2 separate regions of the Sparus aurata genome follow, and region 2 is linked to region 1. A link is a contact called in public Hi-C data. All regions are on one chromosome and are shown on one strand. Each heading gives the region's core, a stretch centred on a gene start, on an enhancer-like site or on the middle of the called end of the contact. The rest is flanking DNA. Distances are from core to core; before and after follow the strand shown. Region 1 holds the start of LOC115587587 (ribosyldihydronicotinamide dehydrogenase [quinone]-like). Region 2 holds the start of LOC115587699 (immunoglobulin superfamily member 3-like).

Region 1 (5,156 bases), core at 1,395-3,894:
ATTTCCCCCGTAGCTTGGCAAGGGAGGACATTGTGATGTGGATGAGTGATGTGGCCAAATGCCAACAGGAGACGGGATCCATAGCCTAAATGTCTTCCAATAGTTCCCTTACAACACTATGTTTTGTAGAACATTCTAGTTGTACCATGTCTTTGTTTTTACTTTTGCAAAAACCTGAAAAACAAAAAATTCTGAAGCGTTTCGATTTTGTTTTCATGTGTCTAGATCAACTGTAGTGGATCAGTCTTTCACAAAAAATAAAAAATCTGTATGAGACTTTTAAAGTCAAAAACCATCCAAAGTACTGAATACAGCTGTGTTTCGCATAAAGCGCATCTGTGGATTGTTGCTGCTTGGAACGAGTAATTAAAGGTGCATGTGTTTAACATTTTTGAAATGGGATTGTTTCGTTCTTTTGTTTCAAGAGTTTCATTTTGCCGTACAAGTTAGTTTATCTCCATGTGCTGTGTCTTACTTGGCCTGTGTTTTAAGTTATGACACAGTGAGCCAAAGTCTGCAACATGTGTGTAAGCATTTGGCAAAAACTGTAAACACATGTAGTTCTCCAAGAGCTGACTTTAGCGCAAAATTGGTGGCGATACGTTTGGAGAACAATGAAGGCATAAACCAGTTTGAATGCAGAGGAAATTTGGACAAATGGAGAAAGGAATCTGCACTCTGTCACACATTGGCCCAAAAGACAGGGTTAGGAGCCGATAACAAGACTTGACACATTTTTTGTAAATGTTTGAGAACAGAGTACAAAACTGAAGAGATAAGATACAGCCTTGGAAAAGTATTCATGTGCAAAAGATTTTACCAGCTGAAACCAATTCCAGGAGAATTGACTTTCCTCAGTTTAGTGCAGAGCAAGTCTTGAATAAGCATCAAGAAAATCTTTACAAAATAGATCCAAGCAGACGCTTCAAACATATGGCATAATGCTTACAATTGGTTAAGACAATTGCTTATAAAAAATGTTTTAAAAGCCTTGTGGTTGCCAGTAGCATTTACTGGGTTGCTATTAAAACTGAATCATGACAGTGGAGAATTATTTTTACACCAACACTAAATGTTGTGCAAACACAGGTTGCATATCTAAGGCAAGTCTGTACCGTGAACATTTCTTGGCTGTACCTCATCCAGCACAAGAACCCAGCCCTCAACGATAGAGTTACCAATGTTCCAAGAACTGTCATAATATTTAGTCAGCTTTTATTGATCAGACAGACACAGGACGGAGACAAGGCCTGACACTCAAAGTTCCATCTTCATACTCCAGCCCTCATCTGGTTTGGTGGTAGCGGCTTGCCCAGGTGGGTCCCCACCGTTGGGCCAAACTCCTTAGCGGCGTGCTCCTCATGGAACTCCGGCTTCAGCTGGAAACCCTTCTCCCTGTCGAAGCAGTCCATAGACGTGAAGGCAAGGGGTTCTTCTCCCAGCACACCTTCCAGTCGTTTACGCCAGCCTTCCAGCATGGTGCTGCGTACCTCAGAGGGAACGTGAGACGGAGCCCAGAAGATCTGAGGAGTCAGAACCTGGAAGCCACAGTAGTGCAGGATGCCATTCTGGAAGATAAACATGGTGCAAATGTTACCACTGTCAACAGCCCATTTACAGCTCATTTTACTCAGTTTACCCTGCAGCAGTACCTGCAGTGGCCACAGTGTGACATTCATGTCTCCATTAATGCCATTTGCACTGAACATGGACTCTTGAGACCCAGTGGTGAAGGACAGCAGGACTTTCTTGTCCTGTGCAGACAGAAAATGAGTTAAAAGGAAATAAGCTTAACATTAATAGGGAAAACCACTTGAATTAAACCCTCACCTTGAAGACACCCTGGCTGTATCGCTTCTCTTGTGAAAAGGCATAGCCCAGTGTGAGCACCCGGTCGATCCAGCCCTTCATGATGGCAGGAAGAGAGAACCAGTACATGGGAAACTGAAAAGAGTTGTAAAGTTAGTTTAATGCAGACATCTTGACAAAAAAAACGCATCACCATCACTCGGGCTCTACCTGGAGGATGATGAGGTCTGCCTGAGTGAGCTTGCGTTGTTCTTCTGTGATGTCATCTGACAGTTTTCCTGCCTCCCACGCCACCTTGGTCTCCTCTGCGTAACGGAAGTTATCAGCGTTCTGAACGTCTCCTACAGAAAGAAAAGACATATCATGCAAAATTGAGGAGCAACCAAAAAGAGGACTTTGTAATGCAAGTGAGATATTTATGTACCGATGATGTCCTCAGCAGTAGCAGTGGCTTTAAATTTCATGGCGTACAGGTCGGACACTTCAACAGTGCAGCCCTGAGTTGTTAAAGCCTCCTTGGCGGCATCTTTAGCTGCAGCGTTGAATGAGCCAGCGCTCTGGTGGGCATACACAATCAACACTCTCTTTCCTGCTAAATACAAGAATAATCAGATCAAGACTAAGCCCCACATCAGACTACAACGTAACAGCAATCAGAGCATGAAGGACACTCACCCATACTGAAGCTAAGATGTCACCCACAAATGATGAGCTGCACATGTGGCCAATCTGTCAATGGAAAGCGATGTTCCACTTAAGCAAGACTCGAGTTGCTGTTTTTATGCAGCTCATCCACACACTCAGATGCTGTCAATCAGCAATCAAGCTCATCAATCACTCAGCCTGCACGGGGGAGGATCTCTCCCAGGACTCCACACACCTACATCCCTCCACTGAAATGAGGAGAGGAATTTATTCACCACGTGAAGCCAGGAATATGTAGGTTTTATCAGTGGAACCAGCTGCAGATTTTGCCTGTTTTTAAACTGTCACACACACATCCTCTATTTCAAGATGATGTGTGCTTTTCCCATTATAGCCTGCCCAGAAAAGAGACAGACCGTATGTCGCCTGCGTGTCTTTCTATACGGTGGATATTCGAGAGCATGCGTGTCTGTCTGCGCACAAGATGTTTCAAAGTGATGGGCCACTCCTGATGTCTTCGAACCACATGAAGCAGATGTGGCTGAGCGATCATCTCACTATACCGTTCCTGGTTTCCAGCCTCTGTTTTCCTTTACGTTACCGTCCTCTGAAGAAACAGTTGTCTGCGGTCGAGCACGCTCACGAATGCTCCCCCGTGAAAAAAAAAAAAAAAAAAAGAGTGGACATCAAAGGCAGACATGAGCTGGCACACATCTGGGACCAAATCCCAGTTATCCAGCCTGTATGAGGAGGAGGAGGGGTTAATAATGAACAACCCCTACATGCAGTAATACCACGTAGGCACATGTGAGTCAGACACATGGGTATGTCAGCAACCTCTCTTCCTCCTTGTCTCTCATTTTTCTCACTAATTGAGACAGATTTGAGTTTGAAGCATCAGTAGCTACAGGAGTTTGTAAAATCATGAGGCCTTCTGGTGTTTACGAGGCCTTGTCTTTTCATCTCTGAGGCCTCTGTGTTTTTCCAAACATCACCACACTGGTTTGTTGTTGCGCTTCACATCAAGCCTCTGGCTGCAAATTCTGTCTGTTGTGACAGGAGGGGATCGTGTGTTTTGCTCGGAGCCATGTTTTCATGGTTTGTGATGTACTGAGCCACATGATCCCAGACTAATCTGCTGCGACAGTGCAGGTTGTACTCAACATAAGTGTCAGGTATTCAGTGTGTGCTTGCTCTGGTTTATGAGTCTTATTCTGGACATACAAACATAAAGAGAACATCTTCCGAACACTGTTAGGAGTTCCTTTACATGGAACCACAACCAGGCAATTATAGGGCATACACAGGGGCATGAAAAAGGGCAGACACAGAAGACTTTGGCTGTTTTGTCTTCACGAGAACTGCTAAATGACTACAGTGCCATCATGTGGTCAGTGTGAGAATACAGCAGTTTGTTCAACCAAACCTTTCAGATTACACTACGCCTTGTGATGTTGTAGTGCTGGAGATCGGTCTAGGTCTCAATGATACCTCAAATGTGATTATACATGTTGTTATGTAACAGAGGCAGTATATTTTACAGTTTAACAAGAAACTTTATAATCTAAAATGACACCAGTGGACTGACACAGTAAACTTCACCGTGGATTTAGTCATTTTGAAATAACGCCAAGAACCTTTTTCTGAATCGTGTTCTATAAAACCAAAAGGTTTCATGTTGTTGGATTAGAATAGATTAGATTGTGCTAGACAAATATAAGCTCATAATATTGAGCAACCAATTGATGTGACTGTGGATATTTGTTCAAGAAGTTTGATTAATAGTGCCTGTGGTTTACAGGTTCCACATGTTGTGTGTTATGCAGTGTGGAACTCACACTGGTCTTGGTCATGACTTGGTCTCAGTTTTATTAGGTGACCTTGACTACAACACTGAAAACTTATAAATGTGACAAGGACAAGTCTGACTAAACTAGCCACAGTTTTTTGCTCCTGATTCCACCATATCTGGTCCAGTTCTTACAAACTAGAGAAATCTAGTCATGTCTTGCGGCAGAATGGTTCTGCCTTAACCCATTACAACACAAGTTTTTCTTAATACACACACACACACACATACCACCTTCTACAGAGAAAAAATATTTGGGGCTTTTCCTTGACCTTTACCTTTACCTTGACAAAAGTTGTTATTCATTAATGGGTTAAGAAAAACACAACCTCCACCACATTTCCATCAATGTTTCTATATAAATTTGGACATTATCTGAGTTTCTTGTGTAATACTTTTGTGTCATTGTGGATCCACTGTTCCAGGAAGCTTTGGACTTGTGGTGCGGTGTTTGTACAACCTGTAAAATGTGACTGAAAAGAAGAAAAATGCAGATGGGATGGTTGCAGGGTGTCTTTTTGGCATGCACGCCCAGCGGATCTCTCACCAAACAGAAATTCTCCTCCTAGTTTTCACCACCGAAAGACAACAGTGTCCAGTTTCTGTCTCAGCGAAGAGATTGATTCGCTGCAGTTTATGGCTTAATCACAGTGTGTGAATACCTGCCAGAGCCGGAGGAGGCCAAAGTGAGTAACAGCCACCCAGATGGTGAGGCATGAATTGTGGCTACATTGGCAGAAGTGAACCGGTGTAAAGCACGCAGACTGCAACCTTTAACAGATTCGTGAATGTCACTGATCTAATCAGGGGAATGACCACCAGTAAACAGAGCTCCGGGATTTACTGTGATGCT
Region 2 (5,156 bases), core at 1,513-4,012, 190 kb before region 1:
GGCTGGAGGTATCTCCAGGAAGTGGCAAAGGACAGTCTGTAGTCCTCTCCAGTGAGGCGCTCATCTTTAAAGTCAAAAACTCTTCAGAAGCTTCTCTCAGAAGAACAGCGTGCAGCTCCTCTAGGTGCACCTGCACCAGTCAAAAAGAGCCCTGTGGTTTACGCTCGTAACAGTTGAGTTGCGTTGAGTTGTGGATTTGTTTTTTCCTGTCCTCTTCATACTTCCTATTCCTGTGCTAAGAGGAACATGCGTATCGAGCTTTGCTTTTTTCTAGACACTTCCCCTTCTTGTGTCTTGTTCCCCTAAGTTACTCAATTTTCCTCTTTACTCAGACTGTCCTCCTTCTGACCACACCACACAGAGAATCAAGCACAAATAACTGCTCGGGGAGTGTGAGAGTGTTTAATCTCTAACACATTTTTAGATACTGCATGCTGTAATGGGTCTATTCATTTAACGGGAACTCACTTCTTGAAACTTCTTTAAATGTCTGACTCTGTCATTCAGACATCTAAGTGGGACATGACATGACTTGATGTGGTTGGGAGGAGAGAGGAGGCAGGTTTTCCCCTTCGCTCAGCACCACAACTAAGGTGGCCCAGAGAAAGGTAGTTGATCGCCATATTCAGTGTGTCACTGTGTCTACTTGGTACACACGTCTGTGGGTTGTGATCAGTGGAATGCAACTCTTTAATTGTTTAATTTTGACAGTTTTTAGAGGGAAAGTAGCAGATTTTCAAGCGTGTAGGATTTAGTGGCATCAAGCAGTGAGGGTCCAGATTAGAACCAACTTGACACCCCTCGTCTCACCCTCCCCTACGGTGGCACCCTCTCTAGAGCCAGTGTTTGGTTTTGTCCACTCTGGGCTACAGTAGAAACGTGGTTGTGCAACATAGCAGAGTCTGTAGAAGAGGTACCAATCCCTCTGTCGGCTCATTCTTAGGCAACAAAATACAAAGAACATTCAGTTCATTCATTTAGTTTAATTCACAATTATCTGAATTATATTCAATTTCTGCCGAAAGATCATCCTAAATCAAATCAGATCAGAACAGTTTTATTTATATAGCCCCAAATCAAAATCACATTGCTTCAGTTGGCTTCATAATCTGAACAGAGGACGACATCCTCTGTCCTTAGACCCTTGATTCGAGTGGGAAATACTGAATAAAATTACGATACTGAAAAAACCCAACCTTTTAACAGAGGAAAAAAGATGGAAGGAACCTGAGGAAGAGACACAGAGAAACGATCCCTCACCAAGGAAGAACAGACATGCAATGGATGTCGCATTTACAGAACAGAGCAACAAAATCACACTTTACTGTAGATGATTATCATTGATACTTAACTGCCTGTAGGTATGTGTGTGTTCTTGTAACCCCGTGTCTTGGTTCTCCAGTCCCTCTGGGCTGTAGGCAATAAGCCGGCATACAATTTGTCTTTGGTTCATTTTCTTTAATCTTCTTTTAATCGATAAACCAACATGGCAGGGTGCCGGACATCACACTTCACTCTCAGGGGATCACAACTCTTCTCCTCATCGCGCATGTTATTATCTTACTTTGTTCCTCTAATACCTGTCCCTCCTCAAACAACAGCAGGAAGGAACAAACATTCACTCAGGCAAAGGGACATATAGTGTAACTTGAATGTTACACAAATACAATCATTGTTACATAAATGATGACAAAATAATCAAAAAACTATTGTTGTATTCCAACTTGATTTTGCAAGACCAAGATTATGCTGTGGAATCATTCTTACTAGAAAGAAATAATTTAATATAATATTCTGTTAAAGGTAGGTCTACTATGTTCTTTTTACAAGCCTATAAACAAAAAAGTGACACATCTCTTAATATGGTTAAGAGCAGTTTGCAAGAGCTGACATGAGCTTTAGACGTGCTTTAAAGCCACATGTTTATATTGGTATTTGTTGACATTAGAGCAAAACTGGCTTGCATTTTAAGTTGTGATGGGTGAAGAGAAACAGCACCGCCCATCTGGAAGTCCCAGCCTGCAAGAGTACAGTACTACACATCGACGTTGTACTTAAAAGATGTCAACACATGCAACACATTTGAATATGGTTGATGACAAGCTGCGATCTCTATGGCCGGTATTTATTTTCTGATGAGGAAGGGTGGAAAAAGTTACACAGTGCACTTTTAAACAACAACAAACAACATAATGAAATGAACACAAAGCAAATGTTATGTGTACAATGATTATTGTTACTTCACACATGACGGCTGCCAGATTTGCACCACTGGAGTCTGGATTTCTTCTCCACAAATATTTGCACCATTCACTTATGTAGTCTGGTCTTAATGTTAATTGTATAAATGGATTTTAGATGTTGTAGCTCTAACTTTCCCAAATTCCTATTTTATTTGTATTTATCTAGATAGTCCAAGTTAGTCTCATCTTGTCTCATCTCACGTCGTGATCATTTAATCTCATCTCTTCTTATCTCATCTCATCTCATCTCATCTCACCTCATCTCCTCTTATCTCATCCTATCTTCCTTTATCAAACATCCCTGGTAAGAAGAACAAAAGAAAGAGAGAAAAAAACTAAAAATTTCAGCCCACTACTATTTGACCCATCTTTGTCCTACAGCACAGAGATGTTCCCCAGCAGTCCTGTTCACGCTCAGCTGCAGCAGACATGTTGCTCTCATACTGTCCACTGGGCGGCACTGTTGCCTCGTCGGTCCACACGTCGCCCCTGAGTGACACAATCTCAACGAGCCCGCCCTTATTTCCTGTTTCGAATGTTTTTTGTATAATTAGGTCACGCTTGGACCGAAGCTGTCACCAAACAATGCAACCACAGGCTCTTTATCTCCGTCATCTTTTTTTTTGGTCATGGGAATGAATAAAACCCGGAGGTCGCGCATGTTTTTATTCTGAAATCCAAGTCAAGTTGATGCTGTCCAGGTGCAAGGCGGCAAAAAACTGTGAGACATGGAGGGATGTCCGTGTGTGAGGATGCTGCCTGCTGCAGAAAACGTCACAACACATTATTTGAGGTATGGTTAAAAGTCAAACGAGCACTCGCCATGAGGACAGGTGCAGATGATCGCGTGCACATACAAAACCTACATGTGGTTGTGTATTATTACTTTTATTTCCACTCCCACCACAGAAATCTGCACCTGTACATTTTCTGAAACACATATGTGACAGTGACAGATTTACCAGCACAGATTGTTTGGACTGTGAGTGTGCAGGAAACATTTCAGACTTCCTTTTTGTGTACCTACAGGAAGCATTCATAACCCTCCAATGTATCTGTGACAGCAGACAGATTTGCACAGTGAGGCTGACTGAGGGCTCGGTCACGACGTGAGGCTGGTGTGAACACTGTGTTACTTCTGAGGGAGGTTCAGGATGAGCTGTTCCCGGCAATCCTGCTCTTGGAGGGCTAATTTGCTCCTCTGTCTGGGGCTTTTTCTGCACTGTGGTGAGTAGTACACTCAGTTCCTTCTTGCAGTTGGATTTGGATGCTGGTGAGTGATCTGTTGTTAACAAAAAAAACAAAACAAACAAGGACAGAGAAGAAAAAGTAATTAAAAAGTCAGCAGAGTGAGGGAAACTTGTTGTCGCTGAGTGCATTTTAAGTGGAATGTGTCTGTGTGTGCATCTGTAATTATGTCCATCTTAATCATCTTCATTTGATAAATAAAAAGAAATAATAATAACGACTAAAATTGCATTTAGCCAGACTTCTGTGATTAAACCCAGTGAGTCATAGCGGATGATTGATGTGTGTTATTCTCTCAGACTTTCTTTTACTAACACTTTTAATTGATGTCAGCAAGCAAATGACTGAAAATCATTCTCACAAAATTGAAAGAAGGCAGCGATAATCTTCCTGTCATTCAACGAAGTTCACCGCTGTGCTACAGTCCTGTTTCACTATTTGCAGGGACTAGTTCTCTCAGATATTGACCTAACGACCTGTGAAGTACATTTACTCAAGTACAGTTTTGAAGTACATGTAGTGTACTTAGTATTCTGTTTTCCGCTCTTTATCCTTCCACTCCAAAAATATTGTATGTCTTACCGCAATTATTTGATAACTTTACTTACTAGATACTTGATTGATTGCACGCTGCATCATATAAAATATATTTATTTTATTAACAATTGAATGATTAAAAAAAAGATCCTAATCATCAGGAAAATGCTGAATATTGGACTGGATAGTCGCCAGTAATCAGTCATAAATGTAAATGTGAAATGTATGATTTGCTATACTTGTACTTACGGTACTTAAGTACATTTATTGCCAGATGGTTGCGAAACGACGAAACGTTTATACTTATTGCAGCGTGCATAGCAGTTTGAAGGCTACACTGTAAAGTTGACCTTACTTGAAAAAAGTGATGGATTAGCTCAGAATCACCAAGAAGCCCATTACTGTAACTTTAAGTTGTACAAGCAAAACAACGTTTTAACAACTTAGAATGATCAGCCTGCGTTTCTTGGTCATTTTGACTGTATTCTGGTAAAGTTACAGAAAAAAAAGAAGTAATTTGATTACAGATGCTTACAGTAAAAAGGGGGACCACTAATTACAAATGAAAGAAAACAGAATGATCACATAATTATTAACGTATAATTTATTACTGTATCGGAATAAATGTATACAAGTAACCCTCCCAGCCCAGGTACAGACTTTTGCTTTACACATCAAAACTCACACTTATAAATGCGACTGAGTTCCTGTTCCCTAAATAAGTTGCGGTGGTCACTATGTGTGTTTTGTCTGCTTTTCACTCAGGAGAGGCCATAGTGCACACTGAAGCGCAGGCCGGGCCTCTGTATCGCGTGGTGGGCTCCCCGCTCTCCATCTCCTGCAATGTGAGCGGCTTCTCCAACCCCGACGCCGAGCAGGAATTTGAAGTCCGCGTGAAGAAGCCTGCGAATCCAACATTCGAGATCAACATCATCAGCACCGGCAACAATGACTTCGGCTACGCCATATATTTGGATCGCGTGAGGAGCAAGGAAATCACTCTGACACATGTGTCTCCGACTGCTGTCGTGTTCGAGATACAAAGACTGCAGAAGAACGATGAAGGGGAGTTTGAGTGTAGTGTGAAAAACTCCGAAAATGTGTATCTAGGAACCTACAGCGCTCATA

What was found. A called contact is a pair of places that touch in the nucleus more often than the background predicts.
Region 2: a Hi-C map of skeletal muscle shows a contact between it and region 1, with 2.2 times the contacts expected there. The contact joins the promoter of LOC115587699 here to the promoter of LOC115587587 in region 1. A contact is called at or near these places in 2 of 2 Hi-C or Micro-C datasets (skeletal muscle and an unstated tissue).

What each region holds. Positions count from the first base shown.
Region 1 is chr9:16,505,159-16,510,314 of fSpaAur1.1, reverse strand. LOC115587587 (ribosyldihydronicotinamide dehydrogenase [quinone]-like) reads right to left here and starts at 2,644. Exons shown (of 6, transcript XM_030427506.1): 1 at 2,485-2,644; 2 at 2,234-2,401; 3 at 2,020-2,150; 4 at 1,831-1,944; 5 at 1,653-1,754; 6 at 1,272-1,568. The coding sequence starts at 2,488. The coding sequence ends at 1,272.
Region 2 is chr9:16,697,271-16,702,426 of fSpaAur1.1, reverse strand. LOC115587699 (immunoglobulin superfamily member 3-like) reads left to right here and starts at 2,762. Exons shown (of 11, transcript XM_030427638.1): 1 at 2,762-3,036; 2 at 3,311-3,470; 3 at 4,794-5,156. The coding sequence starts at 3,398. klhl6 (kelch-like family member 6) reads right to left here and starts at 205. Exons shown (of 7, transcript XM_030427389.1): 1 at 1-205. The coding sequence starts at 64.